2 separate regions of the Sus scrofa genome follow, and region 2 is linked to region 1. Evidence: chromatin contacts called from public HiChIP or PLAC-seq data. All regions are on one chromosome and are shown on one strand. The core of a region is the stretch at or near the end of the contact, and the rest is flanking DNA. Distances in the headings are between cores, read along the strand shown. Region 1 holds the start of SIRT2 (sirtuin 2). Region 2 holds the start of FBXO17 (F-box only protein 17).

Region 1 (4,714 bases), core at 717-3,216:
GTGGCTGCGGTGTAGGCCGGCAGCTGCATCTTCGATTTGACCCCAGCCTGGGAACTTCCGTATGTCGCAGGTAGGCCTTAAAAGCAAAACAAAACAAAATGACAAAAAACGACACAGCACATCAGAATTGGTGAGATACTGCTAAAGCACTACTCCGGGAAATTTACAGCATGAATCACTTATATGCGTAAAAAAAAAAAAAAAAAAGAGTCTCAAATCAATGACCTCAGCTTCCATCTTAAAAAACGAGAAAAAGAAGAAATTAAACCCCAAATAAGAGAAGAAAGTAAATAAGTCAGAACAGAGATCAACAAAATAGAAAGCAAAAAGAGAGAAAAAGAGAAAATAAATGAAACCACAGCTGGTTGTTTGAGAAGATCACTGTTTCCTGAGTGCCTCCTATGGGTCAGGGGCTGCTGGGTCACTGGGGATACAGCGGTAAACACGATACTCAAAAACCCCAGGTACATTCCCTCAATTGGGCCTTTACAACTGTTTTTCCCTCTATGTGCAATGTTCTCCCCAGATAATCTACTTGTCTCACTTCCCTGCTTTATTTTTCTCCAAAGAACTTCTTAACGTCTGACATGCTATTTTTCTTTTTTTTTTTAATTTTTGTCTTCGTTTCTTCCTGCCTTTCTTCTTTCTCTCCCTTTCTTACTTTAGGTCTGTGTATCTTTTTTTCTCTTTCCTTCTCTCTCCTTTTCTTTCCTTTTTCTTCCTCCTACCCTTCCTCCCTCCCTGTCAGTCTATCTGCCCTTCTGTCTATATACCCCCACTAGAATGTATGCTCCACAAGACAAATGTTTTTTGGGCTTTCCTCCCTGCCTTTAGGCCACACCTAAAACAGTTCCTGGAAAGTCGAAGGTGTTGGATTATTTGTTTAATAGATGAATTCCTGCTGTTATGTAGTTTCCATTTTCTCTTTGAATGTAAGCTTTGAAGATCAGAGTTCAGAAGGTGGGATCCTGGAGTCAAAAGCCAAGTATTAATTTCGAAATAAAATCTAAGGCTCATGTAAGTTAGGCGCTGAGGACCAAAGATCATATTTGGAGGATAAAGGTCAGGAGGAGCCTGTCTGAACTACAGTTCTAACAGAGGGCTAAGGACTGGGGTCAGGAAGGTCAAATCGAGTTTTGGATGTGGAATCGATCACTGAATGTGGGTCTGATCAATGAACGCATAACTCTGAGAATCAGTTCAAGAAAGGAAGGCCAGACATTATTGGGTTAGGATCAAAATTAGATAAGAAGTTGGTTTTATCAGAGGCCAGTCTTGGGGTCAGGAAGTCAAGCATCAAAAGACAGATTTAGGATTGAAAGGTTGGGAAGTCAGGATTGGAGATGTGGGACCCTGGGGCCCGATTTGTCAGTCTAAGGTTCACTCACGTGTCGCCATCCTCAGTGACGTAGCCGAAGACGAGGGGCGCCCACGATAGTCCCGGACCCAGCTCCGCGCCTAGGCCTGGTCCTCCGGGGGCCGCTGCGTCCGGACCCAGAGAGCCCAAGCCGCTGTCGCACCATTCATCGGTGTCCGCAGCTTTCCCCAAGCACGCAACCCCAGCCATGGCCCCCGAAGCCTCAGGGGCCCCCAGCGGCAGCCCGCCTGTCGCTGGGCTCTGCCTGGAATTCTCGAGCTTCCGCCCTGCGGGGAATTCCCCAACACGCCCCCCTGACTCATCCAATCAGGGTGGGCTAAGTAGTACACGCCCCGCCCCCATGCCACATGATGACCAATCAGAGCACTCAGGTGGACTACGGCGTTCTACCTTTTCCCACACTTTCCCGGAGTCCTTTACCAGCATGGCTGTGGACGTGGAGCCCTCTGGGACTCGTAGTCCGGCCTTTGCGTGGGGGCGCGCTCCGTACGCGGTGCAGAGCATTATATGCGATCGCGATGGCTGCTGGGAGTTGTAGTTCTCTGCCTTGTCTCGGCCCCCTCCTGTTTCCGGTGCCGTCACGGGACAGAGCAGTCGGTGACAGTCCCGAGGGCCCCCGCCCCGCGCCCATGGCCGAGCCGGATCGTGAGTCGGGGACCCCGGTGGGAGGGCAGGGCTGCACCGGGGCCTAGCTGAGGGTCGTAGGCCCCGGGGCCCGAGGGCAGGCTTGGTGGGGCAGGAGATGGGGGTTGCATGGGGGGGAAAATGGGATTCCGGGGGCAGTTGCCAAGTGATCCATATTGCTAGATTGGTGGCTTTCTGGGTCGCTAGGTTTTAAGGGTCCGTTTGCCACTTCCCCCAAGTTACTAATGATCACATGTTTCTCGCACCTTAGTTGCCAAGGACCCTCGTTGCTAGGGACTTAAGATGCCGCGGTCCTGGTTGCTAAGGGTACCTGGTTGTTAGTAGCAACTGTAGGATGCCAGGGTCCCCTCCTATTGCTTCCTTTTTCTCCGAAACCAACCCCACCCTGCCCGACACACACACACACACACACCACACACACACACACACTCTGCACCTCTTCTCCCAAACCTGCCAACAGGCAGAGTATGTCTTCTCTCCTTTCTATGGCTTCCCACTGCTTGTAAACCTAATGACACACACTCTCACACTACTACACCCTTCCTAACTCCTCCTAAGTCTTCCTCCATGCCGGGCGTGCTTTACTTTCTCTTCCCTCGCCTAAACCTTCCTGTCCCGGCCTCTTTGTCCCTCGCTAACCTCTCCTCCCAGCCGTCTGCACACTGATAAGGTCCGCTTTTCCCCATTGCCGCCCTCCTCCACTTCCATTTTACACCCCCACCCCACCCGGTATGACCAGGTTGGTGAGTTTTCTTGATCCCTCTGCCCCACTAATTTGAAGCCCTTCCTTCCCCCTTAACCACTCCCTTCACCTTAACCACGTCTGCTCCCCCTCCTCCCCCCAGCCTCAGACCCTGTGGAGACCCAGACAGGGAAGGTGCAAGAGGCTCAGGTGAGATGGGGCGGAAGGGTGGCGGGAAGGAGAGAGATGGACTTCCCACACCCCATCCTGGGAGGGAGGTGGCAGAGGGGAGATGGGAACCCCAGGGCCCTGAGCTCCCTGCCCCAGTCCCTCCCCCCACCTCCTGGTTCAGCCTCCCGGGGAATGGTGGATTCTGGGGACTGTCAGAGGAGGGCGTGCAGCCTCAGCCCCCGGCCTGCCCTTCCAAACCTTCCTCTCTCCTTGCCACCCCCCACCCCATCCCTTCTGAACCTCTTTTGCACTGCGCATGGAAGAGATCTCAGAGCCAAGTGTAGGGTGACAAGGAAAGCAGCTCAGGGCACCTTGGGAGCCCAGAGTAAACTTCGTGGAGTCCCACAGATTCCAGCCAGTCCTTTCCCTGGAGGAATCCCACAGGCTGATCTAGGAGTCAGGTTGAGGTACAGACTCGCAGTAGTGAGTGTAGAGTGACTTAGAATTTTCTTAGGTGAGGTGCGAATTGGGGTCCCACGCGGAGGGTACGGCTTGTGCAAACACGGGGAGGCGGGAGAGTGAGATGCGCTCAGAGGTCAGGTGGCTGGGGTGCTCCGCTAATTATTCCCATGGTTGGCATTTCCTGAGTACTTACTCCAGCAGGTACTCTGTCTCGTGCTCTATGTGCAGCGTCTCATCTTCCCAGCATCCCTGTGGGGGGCAAGGCCTACTGTGTCCATTTTACACATGAGGGATTTGAAACAGAGTTTTTCAATAGCTTTTCCTCTGACCCTTGGCTAGAGGAGCAGAGATGGGTTTGCACCCCATGGTACCCAGCACATTGCCTTCCAGATGCCTCGCTTTGGACTCACAGAGGCCCCATTGGCACCTCCAGCTCCCCCTTAGTCCAAGTTGCTCCCACGTGCCGGGCAAGGCCCTCCTGTCCTTCCACAGAGCCTCCCTGTCTGCAGCCTGAAAGCGTGCCAGCCCACCCACAGACGTGAGATGGCAGCTCAGAGGCAGGGCAGTGCAGAAGCTGTGTCACAGCTGCCCACACATGCACAGCAGAGCCACGCTGAGGGTATCAGAGCTCCTGTCGGCCGGCCTCGCCCTCCCCTGGCTCCCGAAGCACGACCACTGTCAGGAAAGAAGTTTTCATGGGAGAAAGGGATCCTCCGTCCCAAAGCTATAAATTGCAGCCTTGTTTGATACGGCAAAGCTGGAAACGACCCAAAGGGCTGTCGGTCCACTGGTTAAATGAACTATGGGGTGCCCTGACAACGCAACACTGTGTAGCTGTTTCAAAGAAGGAGGTGGGGGAGTTCCCATCGTAGCTCAGCAGTTAACAAGCCTGACTAGCCTCCATGAGGACACAGGTTCAATCTTTGGCCTCGATCAGTGGGTTAAGGATCTGGCGTTGCTGCGAGCTGTGGTGTAGGTTGTAGATGTGGCTCAGATCCTGAGTGGCTGTAGCTGTAGCATAGGCCTGCAGCTACAGCTCTGATTCGACCCCTAGCCTGGGAACCTCCATGTGCCTTGAGTACGGCCATAAAAACTAAAAGACCAAAAAAAAAAAAAAAAAAAAACGAGGTGGGAGTTCTCTGATGGCTCAGCCGACTAAGGATGTGGCACTGTCACTGCAGTGGCTCAGGTCACTGCTGTGGTGCAGGTTTGGTCCCTGGCCCTGGAACTTCTGCAGGCCACAGGTGCGGCCACAAAAGAGGGAGGAAAGGGTCTGCCAGCCATACTGTGTTTTGCAGAAAACGCAAAGTGCAGCGCTGTGCTGCGATATGACCCATTTCTGGAGAAATGATGAGTTTTTCTCACAGAGAAAAAAA
Region 2 (4,714 bases), core at 1,547-4,046, 56 kb before region 1:
GACACCCAGACACAAAGCTCCCATTCATGCGGGGCCTGGTGGGAAAACAGTCCAACATTTGTAACGGGAAGTTCAGCCCCATCCCTCACAGACACAGCAGCCTTGTCCCTCAGTCGAGAATGGCAAGCAACAAGCAAGCTCACCAGACAGGAAAGGAAAACCAGCCCCAAGCACGACAGCACCCAAAGGAAACGGACAGTTTGGGATCCAATCAAGGTGCCTGTGCTGTATCTGTCTGTTTGTTTTTTAGGGCCACACCCGCAGCATATGGAGGTTCCCAGGCTACGGGTCCAATTGGAGATACAGTTGCCGGTCTATGCCACAGCCACAGCAACGCGGGCTCCAAGCCACGTCTGTGACCTACACCACAGCTCACGGTAATGCCAGATCCTTAACTCACTGAGCAAGGCCAGGGATCAAACCCACAACCTCATGGTTCCTAGTTGGATTCGTTAACCACTGAGCCACGACGGGAACTCCCTCAATTAAATTTAAAAAAAAAATTGCTACAATTTCTTTCTTTCTTTCTTTTTGGGGGGGTCTTTTTTAGGGCTGCACCAGCAGTGCATGGAAGTTCCCAGGCTAGGGGTCAAATCAGAGTGGCAGCTGCCAGCCCACACCACAGTCACAGCAACTTGGAATAGGAGCCCAGTCTTCAACCTACACCACAGCTCAAGGCTACACGAGATCCTTAATGCACCAAGTGAGGCCAGGGGTCCAACCCACCTCCTCATGGATACTGGTCCGGCTCATTAACGCTGAGCCACGATGGGAACTCCCATTGCTACAGTTTCTTATCCACAAACTTTCTTCATCACTTGGGCTCCAAACTCTTCAAGCAGTAAGACCTGACTGAACTGACATCAGGTGTTTATAACTATTCCACTAAGTGGTATTTCTCCCTACAGACGCTTTACCACAGAAATATCACATATCCTGGAGTCCTGGCTGGACTCTGCCTGGAATACTGCAGACCGTTATATGCATTCTACTACCTTCTGAGTTAGAAAAAAAGAGGGGAAAAGTCCAGAATCCAAATCATCTAGTTCTAGGACTTCCAGAAAAGAGACTGTGTGTGGCTATGTACTGAAAAAGCTACCAAGAATACCAAAATGGCAGTTCCCGTCGTGGCGCAGTGGTTAACGAATCCGACTAGGAACCATGAGGTTGCAGGTTCGGTCCCTGCCCTTGCTCAGTGGGTTAAGGATCCGGCGTTGCCGTGAGCTGTGGTGTAGGTTGCAGACGTGGCTCAGATCCCGCGTTGCTGTGGCTCTGGCGTAGGCCGCTGGCTACAGCTCCGATTGGACCCCTAGCCTGGGAACCTCCCTATGCCGCGGGAGCGCCCCAAAGAAATAGCAAAAAGACAAAAAAAACGAAAAAACAAAAAAAAAAAACCCAAAATGCTCGCATCTCACACTTTCCTCGCGATGGCGCTGTGGTGTCTTTCTGAGACTTTTTTTTTTTTTTTTTTTTTTTTTTTTGCCATTTCTAGGGCTCACTCAACGCCGGATTGTTAACTCACTGAGCAAGGGCAGGGACCAAACCCGCAACCTCATGGTTCCTAGTCGAATTCGTTAACCGCTGGGCCACGACGGGAATTCCTCTGAGACTTTTTCAATGGAGGGGACCTGGGAACTCCAGCTTAAAACCCTTTCATGGGAGTTACCGTTGTGGCGCAGCGGGTTACGAAACCCAACTAGTATCCGTGAGGATGAGGGTTAGATCCCTGGCCCCGCTCAGTGGGATAAGGAGCCCAGAGCTGTGGTGTAGGTCACAGTTGCTGCACGAATCCCACGTTGTGGTGGCTGTGGTGTAGGCCGGCAGTTGCAGCTCCCATTCGACCCCCTAGCCTGGAAACTTCCATATGCCTCAGGTGCGGCCCTAAAATGAAAAAAAAACAAAAAACAAAAACAAAAAACAGCGACCTCCCTAAGCGAGTGACTTGTATGTACCTCGTGCATACCTACCTCTAGGGGTCGGAGAGGTCTCCATGGGGTAATGCAAATAGAGCATTTAGCACAGTGCCCGGGATGAGTCTGGGACTGGCAAGGATCCCCTAGGATGTGGGAGGACTGTGGACCAGAAGACTGGCTCCGGGTTGTCTAAAGTCAATCGGAAAAAAGATATGAGAGCTCAAGGGCAGAGGTCCAGGGAGAAATGTGTTGTGGCCCCATGCTTACTGTGAACCTGGCACTAATTCCCTAGTTTGCAATTTAGGGGCGGGGACAGATACCTAACGTAGGAGCGCCCAGGTTGGCCGCAGAGAACGTGTGGCAAAGAAGTTCAATTTAAGAACAAGCCTGAGGCACTCCCCTGGGGACACAATGTAAATTCGAGAGCATCCCTGAGGACAGAAACTTCTCTCCAAGTGTTTCACACTAGGTCCGAGGGCGGAGTCACAGCACCGCCCTTTACCAGCAGTGGACAGATGGTGGGAGAGAGGTTTTGAACGGCGGAGGCGGCTTGTAGGCCGGTGGCCGGAATAAGAAGGGAAGACGGGGGCCGGGGGGGGAACAGCTAGGACCCTTCCCACGGCGAGGGGCTCCCGGAGAGGCGGAATTCGCCTATCGGAGGTGCCTGCGGTGAGCGCCAGGGCACCCAGGTCTCAGATCGCGGGACGCCTGGGCAGGTAGCCCCGCGCTCCGAGACGTTGCCTGTTGGAGGTGCAGCCTCTCGGAAGAGCCCGCCCGCAGACCTCGGAGCGCGGGGCCCGGGTCGCCGCCCCGCCCGCCTCGCGGCAGCTGGGCCCTCCCCCCGGCGCCTGCGGCCGCCCAGACCCCGCCCCTCCCTCCGTCCGGCTGCGCAGCCGCCCACCGGATCTCGCCGCCGCCCTCCACCCACCCGGAGAGGGCCGACCCGGGCAGCGCCCCCCGACTGCCTCGCGGAGCAGAGTGCGGAAGGGGATCCTGGCCCGCCGCCGCCGCCGCCGCCTCCGAGCGGGCCGCCAGGTGAGCGCCGGGACAGGTGGGGACCCAGGTCGGAATCCGTGTTCTGGCCCCACTCGCGGCTGGAGCGTCCCGGGAAGGATTTCCGCCCCAGGCCCGGCCTGGACGGGCGTGTCCCGGGAGTCCTGTGCCCCAGCGCCCCTTCCCGGGCCCGCCCTCCCTCGCCCCTCCGAGCCCACAGTTACACAAACGCGTGTTTTCGCACAGCAGGGGCTTTGCCAAAACCGGTCCTCTAGAGCCCTCGCCTCTCCGCCCGGCTACTGGTCCGCCGAGGCCACCATGAAATAAATTCCCCTCCCCAAAGTAGTGGACCAACACGTGTTCACTGCAGCGGGTGAAAGGCCAGACCACTCCTAACCAATCCTGGCTTTTGTTTTCCTCTGCCTGGCGGAAAATTCTGTGCATCAGCTTTAGAGCACCGAGTCTTGGTTTAGCAACTTGGGCACCTTTGGTGTGTTTTCACTGCTCCACCGAATTTAAATTTTGTTCTAAGTTATCTTTTGCAGTGTTCAGGGATATCTGTTAACGCACCGTATCTTGTTCCTTCAATTTGAGACAGCAGCTGTCTACCCTCTATTTTGAAAGACCGTAATATCACTAGCCTATTTTTTAAATAAATAATAAAACATTTTTTAAAAAAGTCCCGGGAAAGCAAAAACAAAAGACAAATTAGAACAGAGCTTTGCATGCAACAGCAGTGCTTTAAGCCTTGCGCCCTCCCCCGCAGCCAATTAAAAATTTTTGTAAGTACATTGCTTTTCACAAATGGCACAGTAACTTGTGACCCGTAGTGCATGGTTTTAAATCCTTTTCAGCTTTTTGTTCCTCCGGTGGTTACTTCCAAATCTTTGAAGAGAGTTCTTCCATTGTTATTTCTTAGTTTATCAACTTTTAGACTGTCTGCTAATCCTTTGCTGAAAAATAGATGGACAGCTTTCATCATCTCCGTGGTTTCCCTCCTTCCTGTATAATCACAGCATTCCTTTTAGTTTCTTTATGGGTAGTTTTGTTACATAAAATATTTTTTATAAATTTTTATTTCTTGTTCCATTAAATATATAATCTGTTATATATCTAAAATCTGTTTTATATGCGTGTGTGTATATGTATATATATAAAAATCTGTTGACTCCTTCGTAAGGCCTGACTTTAAAGTTTATTTATTTATTTATTTATTTTTATTTTTTTAGGGCCGCACCTGGGGCACATAGAGGTTTCCAGGCTAGGGGTCCAATTAAAGCTACAACTGCCGGGAGTTCCCGTCGTGGCGCAGTGGTTAACGAATCCGACTAGGAACCATGAGGTTTCGGGTTCGATCCCTGCTCTTGCTCAGTGGGTTAAGGATCCGGCGTTGTCGTGAGCTGTGGTGTAGGCCGCAGATGCGGCTCGGATCCCGCGTTGCTGTGCCTCTGGTGTAGGCTGGCAGCTATAGCTCCGATTGGACCCCTAGCCTGGGAACCTCCATATGCCACGGGAGCGGCCCAAGAAATGGCAAAAAGACACAAAAAATAATAATAATAATAATAAATAAATAAATAAATAAGTAAATAAATAAGAAAAAAAAAAAAAAAAGAGCTACAACTGCCGGCCTACACTGCAGCCACATCAGATCTGAGCCACATCTGTGACCAACACCAGATCCTTAACCCACTGAGCAAGGCTAGGGATGGAACCCACAACCTCATGGTTCCTAGTCGGATTTGTTTCCACTTCACCACAATGGGAACTCCTAAAATATTTTAACAAAGTTTTTATATTTATTTCAATGC

The links. HiChIP or PLAC-seq counts read pairs in DNA pulled down with a chosen protein or histone mark.
Region 2: a contact with region 1 is called in an H3K27ac HiChIP or PLAC-seq map of alveolar macrophages. The contact joins the promoter of FBXO17 here to the promoter of SIRT2 in region 1. A contact is called at or near these places in 2 of 47 Hi-C or Micro-C datasets (heart right ventricle and liver) and 1 of 2 datasets of contacts at active chromatin or transcription factors (alveolar macrophages).

Annotation. Positions count from the first base shown.
Region 1 is chr6:47,700,594-47,705,307 of Sscrofa11.1, reverse strand. It overlaps SIRT2 (sirtuin 2), which reads left to right and starts at 1,966. Exons shown (of 17, transcript NM_001114271.1): 1 at 1,966-2,023; 2 at 2,869-2,915. The coding sequence starts at 2,008. It overlaps NFKBIB (NF-kappa-B inhibitor beta), which reads right to left and starts at 1,664. Exons shown (of 6, transcript XM_003355897.5): 1 at 1,389-1,664. The coding sequence starts at 1,567.
Region 2 is chr6:47,757,728-47,762,441 of Sscrofa11.1, reverse strand. FBXO17 (F-box only protein 17) reads left to right here and starts at 2,796. Exons shown (of 7, transcript XM_021094357.1): 1 at 2,796-2,948.